Linked DNA regions of Drosophila melanogaster: regions 2, 3 and 4 are each linked to region 1. Evidence: chromatin contacts called from public Hi-C and targeted proximity ligation data. All regions are on one chromosome and are shown on one strand. The core of a region is the stretch at or near the end of the contact, and the rest is flanking DNA. Distances in the headings are between cores, read along the strand shown. Region 1 holds the start of lncRNA:CR44478 (long non-coding RNA:CR44478). Region 2 overlaps Pde11 (Phosphodiesterase 11). Region 3 holds the start of Cyp310a1 (Cytochrome P450 310a1). Region 4 overlaps MESR3 (Misexpression suppressor of ras 3).

Region 1 (5,318 bases), core at 255-2,754:
CGGCATGATGGCCAAGGTACACGTACAAAGCATTGGTTAGACTATGTACTGACTCATCTGTTAGTGGTAGGAATTCTTGGTAGTTACCCGGAGTCGGAAACACGGCGATGAGTATGAGTATGTCACCGCTGTTTCTTTTTTTGCTGCAGGTGGCTTTTCCCTCAATGGCGAAATAATTGGATCACCGATTGGCCAATAAGGCCCTCTGATTGATCGATAATGAACTGTCATGGTTGTGAGGTAATAATGAATCCAGTAACTTCCTGGGTTTTTACACTGAGTACATTTAATCAGTATATAGATACTTTTGATAGATACCTTAACAACTGGCTTGAACTTATGTTTAGATTCTTTGAATTCAAATGCTACATACATAGTACAGGCGGTTTAGGAATCCATATTTTAATGACCCAGAAGAAGATAATATTCTGCGCAACAATCAATTGCGAATTCAGGGAAATGCGAGATTGCCTTAATTAGAAATCGGACATATTTTATTATTCCAAGTTCCCCTTATCTGTTCGATATTTAAAGGCTGCCAAGCACGCACTCGCCCATAAAATACGCCTTATTTTGACCATAAACTCAGTATTCGCGCTAACGATTAAGATTGCGATGTTTATGTGAACTTAGTCAAGATTGTTTATGGCGGCGATGAATTGAAAATTACCAAAAACAAGGCCGCAAAATGTAATCAACGAGTATGTGTGTACGTATGTACGTACACTACGGCCAGGACTTGGGCGGAAACAATGATTATCAATTCCGGGAATCCTGCGGCAATTGTAGTGGGGAGTTTGGCAGAATTCCCTCGCCCATATAATACGACTTGATTTGGGTGGGCCGCAAATGGGGAAATTCGCTGGAACAATGATTGCAGACGAGCGTCTATCACTTCAAACTTATCGAACGTTGTTCGACCTTAGCGACTGATATCAACCCTGAACGATTTCCGTGGAATTCCCTTGTGTTAATCACCTAACGAGTCGCCTGTGAGTATCCATATGTATGTATGTGCATACATTTGTACGTACAGTCGCGTCATATGTTTGCGCCTAATCAAACACAGAAATGGGAAACCTTGTTGAACAATTCAAGCAATTAACAGTGCATATATTCTCACCACTTTTCCCAAAAATGGAAGGGAAAATATTCAAGTTGCTTCCCGGAAATGCGACCCGCAAGCGGTAAACAGTCAAAAATTGCAGCTTTTTAACGAGAATCGAGAAATTATAAATTAAGTGTTTTAGCCGGAAAACGATATGTATGAGTGCGGCCGCCACTGGCGTCGAAATTATAGGGTGTTCGATGGATCATAATGGCCCCAGCGATTCGATTTGTATGCACCGTTGGCCGCCTAACGGTAATTTGCACACTTATAGATACATAGATACTTTTTTTCTTCTCACTTTTCATGCACGACTCCATGCCGCACGTGCCACAGGCAATTTATCGCATTCAAATCGTACGATTGGATCAGGTGAGTGAGTGAGTGAGTAATCAATACATTCTGTCTAACGTTTGACACGATCGTTCGCATTAACCGCAGATAATTATTATCATTTTTCCCCCGATCGAAAGACTCAGCGACTCCGTCAACTTTTGCTGTTTGCTGTGTATTTACGACTATGATGAAATACAAAAAGAGTGACTTGAACTCAAGATTCAACTTCAGATTCCAAGAGACCCGCATGAGACGGCAGCCAGCTAACAAAATTTTTCAATGGAAATACAAAACTGAAACGGCAGATACTGAGATACTGAACTCGGGTCAGGCAAGAGGGACTGGATCCGCATGGACGACTACACTGAGAAAATTCCATATATTATATCAATAAGAAAGGATAAACGTGAACAAACAAACCCTAAATTTACTTCTGTCAAGTTAATAAAAATGGAATAAGATAAGCATGGCTTTAATGTGATATCCTAATACCCAAAACGAAGGCTTTTCGCTCAGTGCACCTCGAGGGTATCCGTAGGTAGGACAAGGCGTTCCATGAGTCACCCAGACAATGAGTAGCAGCAGGCTGTCCTAGGGACCGAATCCCGAGTAAACTACACACAGCCCCGTGCATTTCTGCCTACCGAGTATTTGGAGGGCTCGTCGAGCTGAACTTTCCCTCTTTACCTTTTTACTTTTGTTTTTCTTTCACTCCGCCGCTGCTGCTGCCGCTGCGCGCCAGTTGCCAGTTGCCACGCGGAGCCAACCGGCGGTGGCAGCTGAAGTTTTTCTGCGCCGCTGCAGACAATGCGAAATTTCGTCAGAAATCCAAATGCGGATAATGATCTAATACATAACTTGTTCGGGGTAAAAATGTTGATAAATGTTGCCGGCCAGAGACGGATGGCGATGGGCGAAAGAAAGCCAACAACGCGCAGTGGTTTGAATGGCTAATAAGGGACTGCTAATGAACGGGGGATTCACTGCCCAGAAATGTAGGAGAAAACTTGCAGAACTCAAGAGGAGATACATACATATGAATGTATTCAAATGTGAAGCAGAAAAGTGAATTTTATTTGCATTTATAACAGATTTGTAGGCAAAACGTTGTGTCTAAAAATAGTCAAAGACAATATATAAATACGAAACAAGATTTGCGTAAACCGAATGAATGGATTAATGACAAATTTAGATTAATTTAAAATTGTGAAGCCCGCTCATTCGGACAACTTGAAATAATGTAGGGGTATCATAGGTCTACAACTCAAGAAGTGAATATTCAAATAAACAGCGAAAAAAGGTTGGGTAGCAATTATGAACTTGTACAAGAATTGCCAATTTGTACTGGGATTTTTTCCATGTGCAAAAGTGCAAACAATTCAAATCCAATCTTATTATCTGTAAGTGAATAATTTTCGTACATGGGCCGCGCCCCTTCGTCAAGGCCCGTTATTAAAAAACCATTTGTAGCCCGGCACTCGAAATGAGTTTTTGTAACCTTCTCAGCTAACTTGGCCAACAACATTTGAGCCATGGCTTAGCTGGCTGTCCCACTGTTGGTATTATGTATTACGCAGAAATTGTCACAACAAAGCAGCAAAAGCAACAGCAACACGAATTGCGGTCAACGGGGCGTATGGGGAACGCACTGTGGGCTAGTGCAAAAAGCGAGTTGGGAACAGGAGTCAAGCAAGCAGCTGAATACTCTACGGAATGATTAACTTCCAGATTTCAGTTTTTCATTTAAATGGGAGCAATATTATAGGTGTAATTCTTATGTTTCTAGTAAAGCTATAAAATGTAAAATCAGAATCTATTTATTGCAGTAGTAGTAGCACTAATCGCGCATGCTAACGACATGATCACGAAGTTGTCACTGCGATATAGTACAAAATAAATAAATATGTATTTTATTATACATATGGCGGAGACTTGTGAAGCAGCCAGTGGACCCAGTTGCCATGCGGAGGAATCTCGCGACGAGAAGAAACCTCAACGACAATGAAAAAGCCAGCGACTCAGGAGCGAAAAATCCGCGGGTTGGAGGGCGTAGGATTTTAAAGCGAATTCAATTACTTTTTGTTGCCGCCGACATCGCTGCTTATATTTTGTGTATTTCTCTTTTTGTTTCCATTTTGCTTTGCATTTACTGGGAATTCGCAAATGAAGTTCGCTCGAAAATAAAATCACATGCAAAGCGGAGCAGTAAAGTGCCAAAGAAACTGGAGTGGGGCAAGTGGGGCATGGGGCATGGGGCATGGGGGGTGTTCGCGTTGGGGATCTTGGGAAAGTGTATGCCGTTTTGATATATTTTTTCGCAGGAAAATTGAAATGGGATTTATTACGCTTCGGGCACTCGGATTCGAAATTCGCCCATTCATCGCGCCGCGGGTCGAAAGTGATAAACAAACAAAAAAAAAACGCCGCTCATCTTTCAAGGCGATGCGGCATTCAAATGCCAGTGCGATATATGGAACTTTAATTAGCGTTTCCAGTAAAACAAATTCAAAGTTCGTGACTGATTATGTTCGACGGGGCTGCTTCTGCTTGAAGGCTACCTAGTGGTACAATATGTATCTCCATTGACGTAGGAGCACACATTTTGTTTATATTACGTTTACGCCCGAATTTGTTATCTCGCTTATCACGCACGAGTGGTGGCGGTGGCGGAGGGGGGGGGGGGGTGTGGGTCGGTGCTGATTATCTAGGCCCGAGAGCGATAATAACGAAAATAATAATATTAACATTTAATGTGAAGAGAGGCGATTTCTTGGAAATTCGCACACATCGGACTAACAGCGCTCCATTATAAATCCATCGCACACAAACACACTCGCATTCATATGGGCGGAAAAATTCCTGGAAAATATGCACACGGTACTCACATGCCGGTGAAGTCATGGAGTTTCTGTATCTGTGTCTGTGTGCGGTTTTCTGATTAAACGAAAGCACTAACGAAAATTCAACTTAATTCGGTCCCAGGTCCGGGTTAGGCCCGAATGTATCTAGTTCTTTCCCCTTTTTCGCCTTTGGCCAAAATGGCCAAAAAAGATGGTTTCCCCAGATACATTTGAGTCGACGGGCTCTCCTTTTTTTCTGTTTTGATTGAGCCCAAGTTATGACCATGGGCTCACGGAACTTTTGTTACGGAAACGGTAACGGAACACCAACTACCTGAATAAATATTGTGTTCTTTTTTTTTTTTTTGATAAGTTTGTTGTGGAGGCATTGTCATATCACAATCGCATTATCTCACAAATAAGGCGGATTCGTCGTTGCTAGCTTCTGAACTTATATATTTGTATACATTTGTATTTATCCCGAGTTTAGTTCGGACAGCTAATAATTTGGGGGACTGTAGCTAATAGTTTGATGGATCTACCAAAGCATAATTAATTATGCATTCTAATTTTAAACACAAGGGATTAGAAGCAATAAAATTCCAACCGTTACTGTTTTGAATGATGACGTTAAGCCCAACCTATTCTGGACTTTCGAAAGGCATTACCTACCCCAAGTTTATAGAAACGTGACTGCGGCTACCATTTGTAAATTAATCAATATCAATATTAAGGTGTTTGGATTTACCTGCTTCAGGCTTCGAACGGAGTTCCCAACTGAATACCCGTGTGCCAATAACCTGGCCTTTTTATTAACCGATATGGCAGCTAACAATGGGTCGTAAACGTGATTGATTAAACACATATACATACATATGTACTTTTAAGGCTTTAAATATAGCGATTACGAAATCAGCTATCTCAAGAATTAAATCGACCTTTGCCAATAAGTAGTCAGTAGTCGGCACACACAGTATACAAATTCATTGATAAATTACTACGAACCGCGAAATCAACACTAGCAATATACTATG
Region 2 (6,090 bases), core at 2,722-5,221, 420 kb after region 1:
AAATTGTAGAGGGCAACGATTTACAATTTTTGTATTTATTTCTTTTGCACGCTTGGACGCTCTGCAAATTCGCCGCAATAATATCAAATAATAAACAACAAAATAGCGAAAAGCATACACACAAACGCACACACATTTACTCTCCCAGCCGCAAGTGGCGATAAGCACACGGAGCAAAGAAAATGCACAGCTGGCAACACTGGCGCCGCTGATCAGCTGCAAAGAATAAAATGCATTTTTCCCCACTACGAGATACGATACTCTGCGAAAAAAGATCGTTGGATCACAAAAACCATTTAGTTTACCCAGCCACTTAGCGGACGATCTAGAAATTCAAAATTGCTTTGCTTAATTTTACGCCTTTTATTTGGCCTGCGTTAATTGTGGCACCGCTATTATGCAGTTGTGTATATAGATACTTTTTCGTTATATCGGCTGAGATATTTATGTATGTACATATGTGGGTATATTTTCACACCTTGGCGACACACAGACACGCACACACACACGCGCATCGGCGAATTGAGCACGCGACCGTTGATCGCGTATTAAATACGTTTCATGGGCTCATCTCGAAAAGATTACTTTTGTATTCGCAATTTTCCAATTTGATTTTCCTTACACACACGCACAAAACTCTGCCCGAATTTCAGATATATTTGGTTTTGGATCGATTGCCTTATTTATTTTTGATAGTTGCCATAGAGCAGTATTTTAATGTAATTTATTTTCGGGCCGCTTTTGTCGCGTGTTCTCTTTTCGAGCGAACCGAACGCTTTGAATATCTGAGCGATACTAAGGCGAAGTGCGAGCGGCGAACGTAGCTGGCAGATACGCGGCGAACAACAAGCGCGGCGAATTCGCCTAAAATAAACAAAGCAAAATGCTCAATTCGTTGCGAGTGTGTGTGTGAGTCTGAGTGATTTTCTTTGTTTTTGACTTTTTATTTACATTTGCCGTTTTTAGTTTACCGCTCTCCACACGCTCGCTTAGCGCGCTTTTTCCCTTTGCGCTGGCATTCGCATTCAACTTGTTGATAGCGCTACATTTTTCTTTTTTCTGATTTCTTATCAGCAAAAACAAATTGTATCTGTGTTCTGTGACCTGGGAAATGTGCGACTTTTTTATATTCCTTTTCGTTCTTGGCCGTAATTGATTCGACTGCTTGAAAATATAATACATAATCAAAGGCAAAGACTAAAAGTCTGAAAATGAGAACACAAAAGGTGTTTTCCTATTTCGAGTAATTACAGAAAAGTCCGATGACCTTTATTTAAGTTCATTTGTTGATTTCAGGCTTATAATAACAATAATTTAACAACCGCTTTCGTTATAAATTTACGTTTTAGTTGTTTATACCCTGTTATCTAACGAAATATTCTTCTCTTTTATATTAAAAAATATATATGTATTATTCAACATTTTTATGTCATTCTTTATCACACGAACACGAGTGAGCTCGAATTAATAAAAGAGATTAGGAGGAGCAATGAAAAAAGCAACATGAGATAATTAATAAAACTTATTTTTCCTGGATTCCCCTGTAGATTCGAACAAAGACAACAGCTGTTTTACTTGGTCCCCCGATGATATGCACTTATGTGACATGACTCAAAACCCATTGTATCCAAGAATGCACCGTTAGTTGGACAATAAAAATAACTTCAGGCCCACAAATACGCCGAAAAAAACCGGCTTCGAGCCAAAACAGGAACAAAAACAGAAGCAAAATTCGCCAAATTCAGATAAACTTTGGATAAACTTCAGGCAGCTTTTACTCCGCCAATAAAAAAAAGCTCCAAAAGTTACGATATTGAATCCGTTTCACTCAAAGTAAAGTAAGGTAAAGTAAGTAAAGTCGGTAAAAAAGGCAAATTCAATTCTACTTCATGCGGGGTCTGACCAAAAAATCACTTAATCTTTTGAGTGCCACATTTGCGTAGTCTTACGAATTACTGTTCTATCGTTGTTAAAACATATCTTACGAGAAATAATTATTGTAATTTTTGCCCATTATTAACGAATAAATATTACAAATAGTTCAAAAAGATAACAAACGGTTTCAGAACCTCTAACCAGATATCTTTTTGAATTTGTCTATGACTTAAGTTTACTTTTTACTTTTTTTTTGTTCGGCCTTTGTTTGCCAGTGTTTTTGTGAGAACGGAAACGGAAATGAAGGCTCCGAAGTGTGTGTGTGTGAGCGGGAGGCCCTATAAACCACATGGAGCGTGACAGCGACGACTTTCGCTTCCTGAAAAGTGTTGACAAAGCGTGGCAAGTCTTCTCCACAAGCCGTCCGTCCATTCTGCTGCTTCTTGTTACCATTACAAAGGCAAACACAAAATCCGCCTGTCTGGGGTTCACTGTACCGAAGGGGCGGCGCTGCGAAAAGGGGGCGTGGGAGCCACGCGACAGCAACCATAAATTGTGCAAAGTTCTCTAGTTCTGTTGGTTGGCTTTGTTTGTTTGGCTGGCCCGCTGTTTGTTTGGCCGCTTGTTTGAAATTAATTAAAACTTTATATGATTGTTTTCAGTCGAGCAGAAGTTCGTGGGGGCTAGTGACATCCAAACCCCACTTGACCCCAACTAAATAATGAGAACTGAAAAAAATCCAAATCCATTGCCATTGATTTCGATGTTGATCCAAAATTCATTTGCTAATTTCAGGCACACTTGGACTGTTCAATAATTCATAAACCTTTCTGTCTGAATCCGTGTTCTCAATTTTACGCTACTTAAAATCGCGCCTGGGTTCGTTAATATTTTATAGCACAATCACAAAGCAAGATTCTTAGCCCATCTTCAGGCAGGCAGGATCATGAACATTTTAACATGCAAAAATGGCACTGAACCCTGATGGCTTTCGCCTTTAAATTCAGCACATAAATCTGGTCAAGAATTAATGACCCAAAACAGTGTTGATTGATTAGCTGGAAAAATGAGAACAAGAGTTTTGGTTTGGAACTTACCAATTTTACGTCTCGCCCGCCATAAAACAGGCGGCGCCGCGTTATTTGGGGATGATGCCATTCCAATTAAATCTGCAATTGAAGACATAAAAAATTAGTTTCATAGTTTTGAGGATAGGATTTACCTAGAAACTCATTTAACGTTTGCAACACCATTTATTTGCCAGATTAATTGCGGGTCCGTTTCAAATGGTTCGTTGGAAAAACCCTCGAGCCACGAATCCGGCAAAAACTTTTTAGTGAAGCCACGAAATTGCCAACCGAAAAATTCCACAAAAAATTATGCGAAGATAACATTGAACAGCCCGAAATACAAAATACATCCGCCAGCGAAAAAAGGCAGTGAATTAATGCCGGTTGAATGGGTGAATGACTCAGTGACAAGATTTGATTAATGGAGTCAGCAGCACAGCAACATCATTAGACTATCTATCTATTCATAAATGCTTATAAAAAAAATATGCAGAAGTTGGCCGACCTATAACAACATTATAGCATCCTGAGACGTTGGAAGATATAATTTGAGGTTTTAACAAAGAATATATAGAATTTAATAACTGAATGTGCCAAATAACCCAAGTTCGATTTATATAATGACCCATAAAAATGTTGACCAACCCTACACAAAAAGAACTTAGAGCTTTGCATAAATTATATATTTATTTGAAGGCACTTTAAAAACGATGGATATTATGGATGGATATATTCATTAGGTCAACAAAAGTCGTTTATAGCAGCCAATTTAAAAGAGGCACGACAAATAAAGAACTGAGTAAGCTTTTGTTGAGACAACAATGCGTGCTTTTTGGCCAAAATATGATCGGCAATAAGCAGTGATATTGCCAAATTTTTGAATGAAATTCCATTCAATGTAGAGGAACTTTCCTCTGACTGTTTGCCTGCCTTCTTGTATTCTTGTATGCGTCGCATGATTGCCCTGGTTTATGACTTTACTCTGCGCATTGCTGCTGGCTCATGTTTGGTTTTTCTTATCGCGACACATTGCTGCCATCGCCTTATCAGCGGAAAACAGACCGGGCCGACCTTGACTTTATATCTCACATTTATACGCCACTCTTCAAATCTGCGCCGCCACTCAAACAGTCGCCCAAGGCGTGGAAAAGTCAATGAACCGATCGCCAACCGACTGACTACCGAAAGGTTTCTCGCCACCGATTCAATTCAATTCGATTTGATTTGATTTCATTTGATTTCATTTCGTTTAGGTTTTTAATGAATTTACCAGTAACAAGTTCATTTCTACAGTAAGGACTGCCTACACCCTTCTCGGTTTTCCATTTCCTGATAAGCAATAGATTGTGAACGCATCAAGTGAAATGTAAGAAATGAATTATACAAATAATAAACAAGAAGCGCGTGCGTACACGCAGAAAAATTGTGCACTTAAATATTTAACCAGATGGAGGTGTAATGAATACAATAGCCTCAGTGGTTGTATAATTTAAGTGCTTGTATAATTTAATTTAAATAAATGTGACATAAAATTGCAGAAGATTAAAAATTCTAGCATTATAAGAAATAAATCTTTGCTAGTTGACAAGACATTTTTTTTTTTGCACTTCTTTTACTTTGTTTATGGGGCTGTCAATTTGATTGTATGAAATTTCATTGTCAGTTGGCGCCTAGTCGTCGATCAGCGTGTTCGAGATTACTCGACAGGGGCGGAACAGATAGTGTTGAGGGGAACGAAAGGGGCCGGCCGGAGCAGGGCCCGCTTCCACGGATTTAACTGCGCACAATTTATTTGCAATTAGTGGTTGCAAAACACAAAAAACATTGCCAAGACAATGGTGAAATGAAATACAAACAGTTAGCAGGCACGGCAAAAAGTCATTAGATAAGCTCACTATTAGAGGCAGAACAGCACTGTAGTAAGGTAACGGATTTACAAATGTTCAACCGATTTCGCCATTTCGAGTTGGATAGTTTCCGATACACTACTGATCGCTAATTGCATAGCATCTCAGTTTTAAATTGCAATTTTATAATTTAACTACTTTATAATCAATCCCTTAGGTTAAATGACCTTCCCCCATTTTTTGGCATAAACATATACTCTAATTAAAAATGCCCTCGTAATTGTCATTGGACTACTTCAGCACTTGCCCAATCAATTTCGCAACTTGCCCTCTCAAAAAACCACAAAAATTACCAAAAATGAAAAAAAAAAAAAACGAAAAAAAGAAGTGCCCAAGGAATAATAATTCATAATTAATACGAAACGCATATCACGAAAACGTTGACCGTTTTGTGACTATAAAATGCGTAATCATCTAAATAATAACAATCCACCTTCGCTGCGGCCCTATAAACCGTAAACAAAAATTATTGTTGCAAATCAAACAGCAGCTGACGATGGGTAAACAACAGGCAGCTAGAGAGCCCGGTAAACAATAAAACACGAGCGGAGCAACTTGGCAAACAGAGGCCTCAAATTGGCCTGGCCAAAACGAAAAAGAAAGAAACGGGGGAAATAAAAAAGGAGAGCGCAGCGAATCTAGGTGAGATCTGTGGGGCGTTCGTTCATCACTATGTGGCCAACACCCACACCATGGCCATCATGGAGCTGTGAGTGGAGCGGCCCAAACGACAGGCAACAAATCAATCAGCCAAAAAGTACATAAGAAAAAGTTGCGACCTGTTTGGCATTTTTAATATTTCTGCGCTGCCGCCAACTAAGATGATGCTTTGCAATCTTAATATATTTCGTTTGTCATTCGTTTTTTGTGTACACACTCTAAAAGGCTGTAGGGCCATAACCATAGCTGAAAGTTGTGTATGGCAGGCCATAAAGTATAAACTGTATCTAAGCCGGTTAAATGCGATCTTAATCACAAATCTGCCTTTTAATACAGCTTGTCAGAAGCTGAGCTCCTTATTTGAAAAATGACTTTACATTTCTGCTAACTTTATAAGCCCCTACATAAAAGGTGTGAGGCATATAAGATCTTAGACTACTTTGTGCACACCTGGTGGTCTTAAGCATTTTAAATTAAATTTTTACTTCCTATTTAAATTGGTAAATAATAACAATGTTCAGCTCTAAACCCAGTTGGGCTAAAACATTATGAAACTTGTTTCTTCATGGCATCATAAA
Region 3 (5,533 bases), core at 229-2,728, 510 kb after region 1:
GTATTTCATAGGCTCACTGAAGTATTTTTCATCTCGGTGCATAGCCAGTAGAGGCACCATCAAAGTCTTTCCCTCATCAATTGTGAATTTTGAATTGGGTAGCGAATAACTTTTGCGGCAAACACGTTCAATAATGGGTAGAGGTGGATATTTGCGAAGAGTTTCTGTAAAATTGTTAGACAGATGTCAAAATCACTCAAACATTTCTAAAAATTAAACATACCTTTCAAGCACATGTCCATATACCTAAGACCATTAAGCTCTTCAAATTTGAGCTGACCATTTTCATTGCTTAGCTCCTTTATTTCCGCTCTCAGTTTTTCCACTATTAAAGGTTCTTGCAGGATTTCCAAGAGAGTGAAGGTTACAGTTGAAGCTACTGCATCTAGAGATACTTTCAAGAGATCCTCGGCAACTTTGGCCAAGCGTTTGATGGACAACAGTTTGTCTGCATCTAGAAATAACGAATTAGTACAGCTTTTCACAATGCAAACTTCAAAACTTACCATTAATCGGTTCTAGTTGCCATTTATCGCCGCTAACTTCGTTGCCATTTCTAAATCTGACTAGTAGTTGTAGAATATCTTTACGTATCAGTCCATGATCTTCTCGTAGTTCAACGCTTTGTTTAATGAGATCTCTTAAGCGGTAGGTATATGAAGATTTCTGCGGCAGGCGACCCAAAGTGCTGAAGTTAGAATGGAAATGTAGGAATGCTTCAAGTTGGAATTCCCATTATGTGTACTTACAAGGATTGTATCGAGGCCTGACTATGGCTCAGGTAGCTGGTCAAGATATGATCCTCGTGCTCAAAGTTATTAATGTCCAAGCCGTAAATCAGATTGGCAATTATGTTGACGGAATAACTAAGAGGGAAAAGAATATTAACACCGTTTATGCCGAGAAGACTTGTGCCTCTTCTTACACTCTGAGTTTTTGCTGGATATCCACTTCCTGTGGACATCCTTGGCCTTGCCTGTCCAGCAAATGGTGAATTAAATGATCACCCACTTTCTGGACCTGCCCGAACATCTCGGACAATCGTTTGGTGCCAAACATGGGCGCCAGTTTCTCCAGCAAATTGAACCTGCGATAACCCGAGATATAGTCCCACTTCAGTTCGCTGAAGTGTCCATTTGATTGCTGCAGAATCGTCTGGGCTAGCTCCACATTTCGCACCAGAAGGACAGGCCTGAAGAAGCAGTAGATGCCCAGAAGCCGATCCTTGCCCGACTGGTAGGCCTCACAGATGGCCTCCACGTGTCGGAACTCCCGTCTGTAGGCCTTTTGCAGGAAACTCCACGTAATGCCGGCCTTTTCCGAGGGGAATCCCCTGCGTCGCCAGTGGCTGTAAATGTGCCGCACCGAGAGGAATACCGCCGAATATAGCAGAATAGGCAACAGCAGCCACATTATGTTGATGATGTTGCGACTTCGAAGTGCCCTGACAGACTGTTGCCTGAAGTCTGGAAAACTAAAGCCGATTCTCTGAAGACGTCTGCCCCGATGCAGATAATTACTGTGAGTTGGCAGCCCCTGTGCGGATGATAGCGATAATGATAATGGTATTGATAATGATGAAGATGCCAAACGAAATCGAAAGTCGCGATCGAATCACCGCTCTTCTCGTCTGGCAACTGGCAACAACTGCCAGTCAATCTTGTCTGACCAAAATAACAAAACCGAAATTCGAACAGAATCGGGAGGAAAAAATCGAAAAAAAAAATTCCGGGCATACTATCACATCTCACATTCGCCTTCAGTTATCTCCCTGTTTCTCTTTATGGCTGTTCTGAGCGGCCTGATAGTAATTTATACAGCCCCTGGGCTGTACCATGTTATTATCAAAGTCTGGAGCAAGTTTTTGTACCCAAAAAATACCCATTATGCGAAGGTATCTATCAGGCTATTAGCTCAACATGATAGATATATTGACATCTGTCAAATAATTCAAAAATTCTAAGCAAACTACAAGACAAGGCGCTGCACTTAAAAACATTTTAGCAAATGAAATGTGTTTTAAATACTCATCAAATTAATGGGCATTAACCAGTCCAAACTACATACTTGTGGTCATTCTTTGGTTCCTAAGTTGAAGATGCAGCTATCTGCATTACTTTTGTCGTTTTACGTTCCCATCTGACAAATGTATTCTGATTTATTATATCTGTTGATAAGAATATTTACTATTTTAAAATCGCAACGTCATCGGCGTCGCTTCAATGGATTTCGATGGGAAGCATTATCAATGGATCTTAGGGCAATGATTTCCAATGCGGTTACGCATCTCCGGGTGGAACAAAAGATGAGCACCTGACAACAGATTCCTCATTCGCAAGGATAGGTAACGTGAACTTGAAGTCTTTAGTAAAAGAGTGCCTAATTTATACATGTTTATAGATATGCAAATCCCTGACAAATCATGGTTTTTAAAAAAGGAAATAGTCAATCAATGAAAGCCCACAAGCTAACCACTCCCATGGACTCACTTCCCACCGTTTATTGTTTGTAATTTAAGACTTCAGTTACCACGTTGGGAGCCAGGCTTTCATAACGATTGGTGTGTCAATCAGTCATTAATTCCATTGCGCATAACGCAGTCTCTCTTTTTGCCATGGCTTTATCGAGCAGTTAGAGTTTTAGCCAGGTTGCCTCGAAAGTGTCAGTTTCAATGCCTAACCAAGTGAATCAAGGCAATTTGCCATCATCCACTCACTTCACTCCTCGGCGACAAGGGGAAGTTGTTAATCACGCCCATTGCATGCCAAAGTTGAAAAAAATGTAAATTGTGTAAAAAGGGTAGCAAAAAAGAGGCTAAAATGCATTGCAGTTGCTGCTGTTGTCGCACCGGAGGCAATTTTCCACAGCAATGGAGCAAAGTGGGATCCTACAGGTAACCACTTGTTGCTGCTCCACATAATTGACGTGGCCTGTGGGAATTTGATTTAAATGAGCCCGTGTATCTGCTCGCATATAAATTTATGTATCCGACCCGAAGTCGTTCTACATAATTTCCCACAACTATGTTGCAGTTTGGGTCGCAAGTTCAATGGGTGGGCAATTCGATGGGTCCTTTTCAATTGAGTGTTTGCCAAAAGCAATTTCAATATTTCCTTATTGGGTTGGCAGACTCCAGTCGATGGCTTTTGCCAACTCATGACAGCAACAGCTTGCTGCCGTGGCTCATCAGCAACGTGGCTTGCAGCGGCATCAGCCGCAGCAGCAGCAACAGTCGCAGCCGCAACAGCAGCAAGTCATGCCACAAATTGAATGAAGTTGCCAAATACAAGTACGTACAGGAGGGCTTTTTTTGTTTGAGGCAATTGAATGACTTGGCAGATCTTGGAGGTGCACAAAATATTGCAAGAAAATAATTATTTAAGCCTGGCAAGAATATTCTGACGACTTTTTACCAAACGTCACGGTGATTTCATGCACAATGGGCTTCAAATTAAAGGTTTAAAATTTAAACAGAAACATGAATACGCGTAATTACAGACTAAACTCGATGAAACTATGATTTCATCGTTTAATAGTTTATGGAAATAAATTAAATCGTTATTAACCCATCCAATATCTTCCATTATATTATTAAATTATTGAGCTCATTACTTTAAAAATCAACCAACCTGAACTATAATAAAAACCATCAATAAGTGCATTAGCGCCATTTGAATTCTGCAGAAAAAATGTTAAGCAGCTTATTCGGATTTTGATTTCTTACTAGCTTTTTTGTGAACCTTTTTTATTGTTGATATATTGTCATATCCGCCCCCTCAAGCTCATATTTATTGGCTTTTAGTCATCCAAGTGAACTAATGTTTAAAAATGCCTGTGATTCATAATGTTCACGTACACGAAGTCATGAAACATTTGTTTTACATTAAGTCATAAAGCGTTTGTTTTGCATTATTGCCAACAGACACGTGTCAATTCACTTCCATTTGCTGTTCGTTTTCCCACAAATAAAATCTAATTATTCCACGACTCGTTGAAATAAAGCTGTAGTATATATTTCCCCACCCAAATACACCGGCTTGCTGTGCGTTTTTCCACCGAATTATTACGTAAATATTGTGTTTGCCATTTCAATTTGGTCATAAATCAAAACTTGTTCCCCAGAGCGCAATGAAATTTGAGTGAGAACCATAATGCATGTAGAGAAATGAAGCATAAATATACAAAATACATTGGGAAATCTAAACAAGAGTTTTGAATATACATTTCGTAATGTAAAGTTACATTTCTGTTTTAGATATTTGTTCCTTCAATGACTTAGATCATATATTTTTGGTGATCATATATTTTTTTTTGTTTTAAGACTTTTATTAATTATATCTACTTTCGAAAGCGTATTTATTTCATCCAAGTGCAGATACGACGTAAACGAAACTTGTTAGTCACTTGAAGGCAATAGTCTGGCGCCCCTTTCACCGCCCCTCTCCATCGTTTTGCGAAAATTTCCTTGAACAATGGCAAAGCTTTGTATGACAGTTTGTTGTTCTCGTCAACGGCGAAGTTCATGAACAAATGCTAAAAAGCGAACAGGAAAATAGTATATGCTCGCTTTTATATATTTACATGCAAATTACTCATTCAGCAGATGAGTGCAACGGGCGGGGAAGATGAGATCTGCGTTTGAGTGATAAATTTGCATGTTTATGCGAAAAAATATTCGGTTGTTGTGATGAAAATTTTCCGTTTTTCATGTGTTAGCAACGCAGGGAATGTAGAAACTCGCGATTTGCGACCACGTCAACTTATCTCCATCGTCTGCGTTCGAAATTGAAGATTGGCTTCCAGCGAAGCAGAAGAATGATGAGATATGTCATCAGAATGAGGCGTGTAAATTTGGGTTTTAATAACAAATTCAATTTGACTTGAAGCAGTTTTTGATCCACATACGTGCGCACTGCGCAGCAATAGCGATAATTGCTTGTCCTCGGGAAAAAGGAAAGGAGCCAGCAAAATGAGAGGTCAGGCGAGACGAGAGGCTTTGTGCATTTTAATTGAATTTTTCCCCGCATTTTCCTGCTACTCATGCTAGCCGCTATATGTAGGTATATGTATATGTTGAATTATTTTGTTTGCCGCCGACCGTCACAGAAAAAATTAAATCACAGCACGTTTGCTCTTACGCGCTGCCACTCCTGCGCGGATGCACTTGAGTGGGTTTCCATAAAGCGCAGGTCAGGGGAAAACAAACTGGAAACGAATCAGAAATTAACATAAAGGCCTCAAAGCCAACCAACCAACCTGCATCTGTTGCTCATTTCTTTGTTGTTCCATTTTCCGTTTTTTTTTAAGCTGGGCATTGTTAGGCAGCCACGCCCACCGCCCCGCTAACGGTTTCAATTGTAGTACATGCACGGCAATTTGTTTGATTTCTCTCTGACTCTGCTGACATGTCCAACATTTTCACTGACCTGTCCCACGATGAAAAGCCTTGGAGATGTGTGGGATTTTCCAGCCATCTCCAGCACGCAGAGGAAAATCATGTCGATTCTTACTTTTTCCCTATAATTCCAAGTTT
Region 4 (5,474 bases), core at 1,711-4,210, 480 kb after region 1:
GCTCAAATTGCTTCGACCTGGGGCAGGGAACTCACAACTCAATACTTCGAAAGCGTCACAACCAAAATAAAAAAAAAAAATTATATGAAATGCAAATAAAAAATAAACGTAAATATCAACAAAAATTTGTGCATTTCAACTGTGAACGTGACATTCATGAGAAAATGTCCAATGAACACAAATTTCCAGAGAAGTATGAATAAAATTGATAAATGAAAGAGCCATTTGTTCAAGTCAGTCGTAGACACTTTTCGTTATGTATTCCTTAATGTTTTCGTTTCTATTTTGCTTTCGATGGGAGATGAGAGTTATTTTGAATTTCAGAGAACTTCTATTCATTTAGAGAACAGTGTTGCTGTTGTAGTTTTGCAATCACAATACAGATTGTAGGTCATGCTAATATTAACTAAATAATATTTCATAAATAAGACGACTATTTCCATTTAAATATTGATATATTTAATGCTGGAATTTTGCTAAACTAAAATCGAAAACCCTGGTGACCTTAACATATTTATTTTTCTGATTTAATCAGCCAGCATTCTTTTCCTCTCGCATTTTTCGGGTTTTTACAATTCTGTCAACATTTTCGAAACTGCCAGTGTCTTGTGCACCGCCCCACCACCCAACTGCTGATAAGCCGCGAAGCAGCCGCAAAAGCGGAACACAAACTCAAACGACATTATCATAATTGCTTATGCTTCATTACATATTTGCCAGCGAGTACATGGCGGTCATTCAGATAGGCTTAAAGCTAAAGTACTCTCCCTGCTCTCTCCTAGCAACCCGAAAACCTAACCAAACACCGTAGTCGAACCCGCTTTTGTCGACTCAGCTCGTACAAAAAAATATATATGGGAAAAACAAAAACCTATAATCACTGAATAAACAAGCTGATAAAACAAAAGCAACATATTTGTATAAGCGCAAATATTTGAGACTCAATGAGAGCAGACTTTCATGTGCCATATAAGTGAAGATAAATATAGAGATCGCCAAAAAGGGCTCGAAAAATCACTAAACGTGGCAATTTTGGGCACAGAAAATACATTTTTCAAGTATATATTTTGAGCTTGGAGTAAGGCAGGCAATATTTTTTCAAGCTAAAGGATTATATATACATTGAGATTAGATCAGCCTTTGAAAAATATAGGATTAATTCTGACACAATAACACTTATTGTTAAAAAAAGCGAATTCTAAGGCACATTTTGTTCTGTGTAAGAATTGGAATTGGAAACCGAACGCAGATCCCGATTTAGAGTCGGATGCAGACGTGGTCTTATAAGACTTTGGTAGCCGCTCTAGTCGGCCGGACTAACGGTTACAGCCCGCCCCAAAAAAGGGCATGGCCTCCACGGACATGGAGCAGCAGCCCATCCGCATCTAAAAATCATCGCCATGTGTGTCCGCTTTTTTTCTGCTCCACTGTTATATTTTTTTTTTCTGTCTCTGGCCCCGTGACTTGGCGATTTTATTTTCGCTCCATTTGTGGCCATAAATATTCAGTCAAGTGTCATCGTTGTGGCATGTCTAGTGGAGTTTGAAATGAAATAGATGCAGGCAACTGAGAAAGACAAAAACGACGAGCATATGAGAAGGCTTAAAACGAGTTAAGTCACTTCTGTGGTCGCGACCAAGTGGCCTCCTCCAGCTGCTCCGCCTCCGGTTCTCCGGCTGTCCGCTCCTCTGGTCCTCCGAGTTGCAAAACCGCGACTCCCCGCACCCCTTTTGGAACCGCTCCCGGACTTCCAACTGACTGCCAATTGTGGCAGCGGTAAAGATTTCGTTCGCTGTTGTGTGTGACCGCAGCTGAGACCCGCAGGAGATGTACACAGAGCAAAATGCACTGGCCCCTAAACGAGTATTTAATAAAAAGGCATTTAAAAGTGTTAGGTGCTGAAACAAAATGTTGAACTTAGATTTAAATTATTGTAAGACATAGAGTATATAAAAAAGCTTCTTTTTTTCACAGAACTCCAGTTCAACTTAAATTGTATAGTTTAGTTGAAAAAGGTTACATTTCCGCTTAATTTGTTCTGTGCATATAAAAACATAAAAAAATGGCGATGGAGAACCAAACAATGTGGCCAACACAGATGGGTCAGACCTAAAAAGGGGGTCTTGGATGGCGAAAAGAGTAGATGTGGCTCTGTAGCGGGTGTTGGGCCAAAGTTATGGCGTTGGCCAAAGCGTTCCAACAGAGCTTAGCAAAAACGAGGGAACCAGCGGCGTGGGCGGTTCAATGAAGTTATCATCGCTGCAGATGAATAAATTTTCAGTGAACAAGCAAAGGATGTAGATTATCGTCGATAAGCACGACGGATTGTTGAGCGCTAAAGTCATGGTGAGATAAAAACAGATTGGATTAGGTGATCGAATCTGTTATTTAAATGGGACATAGCAAGAAAGTAAAAGCTTTATTTATTAACCTCAACGGTTATAGGGTTTATATTATTATTAGTAAAAAAAATAATGAACGATTTGTCTTTAACCAATCAATTCAGTCTTCATTGCAACTCCTCGAACAGCCCTCGTTGCAAAGTAGAAGCACTCACGGAAGTGCAATGCATGTAAAAGAATCATGAATCTGATGAAGTATTCAAACCAGCTACTAAAAACACTCTTACGCACACATGGGTCTTAACTCCTTGGCACAGGAAGCTGCCAGGATTAACTGGCCACTTGAACACGATTAGGAGTGAAGGGAGGACATGCAGAAAGAGTTGGCAAGAAGTGAGTTATCGAGATGCTGGCGAAATATATTGAGATTACTAATCATTGAACACTTATCGGGCAATGAACATCAGTCTCGCCAAGCTAGATAGAATTATCTCTGCCCCCCGCCATCACTTTCTTACAATCATTCCCCCTCTTTCGGTCGCCCTGCAGCCCCCCCCCTCTCTCTCTCTCTCTCTCTCTCTCTCCCTCTTTCTCTCCGCCAGCTCAATCACCCGCACGTGCTTGCGGGTTAGAGCGGTTTAGCGGTTGTTCACGCTCAATTTGCATGCATTTCATTTAGGCGGTGAGCATGGCCCTCCATCCATCTCTTTCGACCGCTCTATACCTCTCTCTCTTTCGCTGAATTATATATTTGCTTCTTTTCGGTTTGCTGGATTGCTCAAAGTGCACGGCCAGGTCACGTTTTTGATATTTCATTCAATCAAAACAAATTGCTGTGGTCCGAAGCCCTGGACCACCGCTCTTAAATAAATAAAAAATGTACCTCAACAATCTAAAAAAAAATGCCTGACCAAGCCAGTGGCAAAATCTTTTTGCGGTTAACTTATTTCAGCGCTCAGGTCGTTAGGCAAACGACCGTAAAAAAAAGCCCAGATCGTAAAATAGAAATTAGATTAAACATCATAAAAATGCTGGGCACAAGTAACTTAGATTCTAATAAAAAAAAAAAGGAAAAAGAAACAAAATGGGGCGGCGAGGGCGTGTCCTGAAGGAGTTTAAAAATTGCCAATTCCTGGCAGGCACTTTACTAATTGACAATTTCCAACTGAAAAAGAAAAACTTTTCTGTCGCTCTTTTGTCGTTTTCTTTTTGTAATAACCCCAAAGTCAGTCATTTCGTCTAAGCCATTAAAAAATTAATTGGCTGCCTTCCCTTCGGGCGGAACACGCCCCATACATCGCACTAATGCCGCTTTTAGCCAAGTTAAATGCTTCCCACCCAAAACAAACGCCCCAGAAGAACAAGCCAAACAACGCACAACAGCGAAAAAAGGGCTTGTCGTCGTCGTGGTTGAAAAGGAAGTAAAATGCTTGGAAAACATGAGAAAAGCTGACTCAAGAAAAGCGAAGCTACTATCATAGAGTTATTAGGGAATAAGCAGATACCTTACTTATAATAAATTTAAATTTAAATAAATAATTTCCGGCTGTTTAATTTATCGACTTTTTAAATTATTTGCTAAAGGTCAAATCTACCGAATTATTATAATATTTTGATTAAATATTTAGTTGAACATTTCTTAAGCAAATAATAATTTCATTTAATTTACTCAGTCTTCCTGCTCTAGTTGGCCAACTAAGTTATGAATAATATCCGGCCATTTTTCTACCCTTATTACGAACTTCCTGTACTATGTCAGTATACCCTTTCTAGCCTAGGGCATTTGAGAAAACGTTTAATCTTGCCACAAACTTCTAATTTTTATTGCTTCGCTTTGTCATTAGCTTTTTGCTTTTATATATATAAGTATTTTTCGCCAGTTTGTTTTTGTTCCGTTCAGTTGTTTTGTTCGAGTGGTTCTCCAATTGTCGGGCTGACCTTTTGTAGGAACCCCTCCAATTATGAGTTTTTCGAGTGAGCATCTCTCACTCAATTTGGCGCAATTTGTATTTTGTTTTTGCCAAATTCGACTCATTGTTTATTGTTTACGCCGCGTGGGTTGACCGAACTGACGCAACCAGTCGATATTTTTGTCCCACCATAATTACAATATGTATATAATGTATATGACGCGGATTGCGAGCGGATAAGATAAGATTCTGTAAATAATTCCCACTTCCGTTGCCGGCCGACCGACCTTCCGGAACCCAAACAATTGATATCAATTAGCGAGGCAAGTGAATCACTCTAGAATTCCTAATTGATAAGTCAAAAGGTTCTGATTAAGCTCAGACATGAGTTATTGGTGGGGGTTAATGCAGAGCAATGCTCCCGAATGCTCGGGACTTCTTCACGTTTCTCACATCGGCTGAAGGCATTTTTATGCACTTCATTTATAAATGAAAAGGCTTCATCCCAGTTATGTGCCCCTTCAGCTGGGAAAAGCGCAGGAGCTGGGATGCGGATGGGAATGGAGGAGCTGTAGCTGGGACATGAAGTCCCGGACGGACAACCCTTAACCGTGTATAGTCTGTCGGTCGGTCCACTGCCACTGCCACTGCCACTCCAGCCAGACAGTGTGCAAATTTTAATGAGTTGGAAATTTAATACCCGGCGAGAAGATTGCAATGCGATGGACTGGGGAGATTTCGACTGCGGTAGGTCAGCCCATTGGAGCGCGAGCGATTCAATTTTGCTCGCAGTGAACTTTTAAATTTTCCGTGAATTTAATTGAAATTGAATGGAATAAGGAGAACGAGTCAGACGGCATCACCTTGAACTTGTCTAGAGCGAATGTCGTCATTTGATTTGAGTTTGTGATCTGAAACAAATATGCCAAGTAATTGAGTTGATTTCGCATTGGAGAACTGTTTTCGCTTCCGCTGATTCTTCGCACAGTGCGCAATTTCTCTAAGATAAATGTTTTCAGTCGCAGTTGATTTGAATGCCTATTCTTGGAGAATTCGCCAAGCAAATTTTGATTAATATTTATATTTTTGCTTCTTCTCTTTGCAGTTCCTTCTTCGATTTTTTCATCGACCGGAAACGTAAGTTCCCAAATAAAATACAGTTGACATGTAGTTCTTAACCCAATTCCGCCTTCGGGCCATTTAAACTTGAAAGCTGACGTTT

Evidence for each region. A called contact is a pair of places that touch in the nucleus more often than the background predicts.
Region 2: a contact with region 1 is called in a Hi-C map of the Kc167 cell line, with 4 times the contacts expected there. A contact is called at or near these places in 6 of 107 Hi-C or Micro-C datasets (the Kc167 cell line, the S2 cell line and embryo) and 4 of 7 datasets of targeted methods (the Kc167 cell line and the S2 cell line).
Region 3: a contact with region 1 is called in a targeted proximity ligation map of the Kc167 cell line, with 4 times the contacts expected there. A contact is called at or near these places in 2 of 107 Hi-C or Micro-C datasets (both in the S2 cell line) and 1 of 7 datasets of targeted methods (the Kc167 cell line).
Region 4: a contact with region 1 is called in a Hi-C map of the Kc167 cell line, with 4 times the contacts expected there. A contact is called at or near these places in 2 of 107 Hi-C or Micro-C datasets (the Kc167 cell line and the S2 cell line) and 2 of 7 datasets of targeted methods (both in the Kc167 cell line).

Annotation. Positions count from the first base shown.
Region 1 is chr2L:18,143,594-18,148,911 of dm6, forward strand. lncRNA:CR44478 (long non-coding RNA:CR44478) reads left to right here and starts at 1,505. Exons shown (of 1, transcript NR_124351.1): 1 at 1,505-1,906. All of the region lies in intron 1 of Socs36E (Suppressor of cytokine signaling at 36E), which reads right to left.
Region 2 is chr2L:18,562,405-18,568,494 of dm6, forward strand. It overlaps Pde11 (Phosphodiesterase 11), which reads right to left. Exons shown (of 18, transcript NM_001299116.1): 3 at 2,973-3,044. The coding sequence starts at 3,033. Among named protein-coding and RNA genes, the nearest start is that of Pde11, 25 kb to the right of the region's middle.
Region 3 is chr2L:18,651,532-18,657,064 of dm6, forward strand. It overlaps Cyp310a1 (Cytochrome P450 310a1), which reads right to left and starts at 1,479. Exons shown (of 6, transcript NM_136047.4): 1 at 926-1,479; 2 at 750-866; 3 at 507-688; 4 at 224-454; 5 at 1-164. The coding sequence starts at 1,413. All of the region lies in intron 3 of MESR3 (Misexpression suppressor of ras 3), which reads left to right.
Region 4 is chr2L:18,626,386-18,631,859 of dm6, forward strand. It overlaps MESR3 (Misexpression suppressor of ras 3), which reads left to right. Exons shown (of 4, transcript NM_078873.4): 2 at 5,358-5,389. Among named protein-coding and RNA genes, the nearest start is that of MESR3, 12 kb to the left of the region's middle.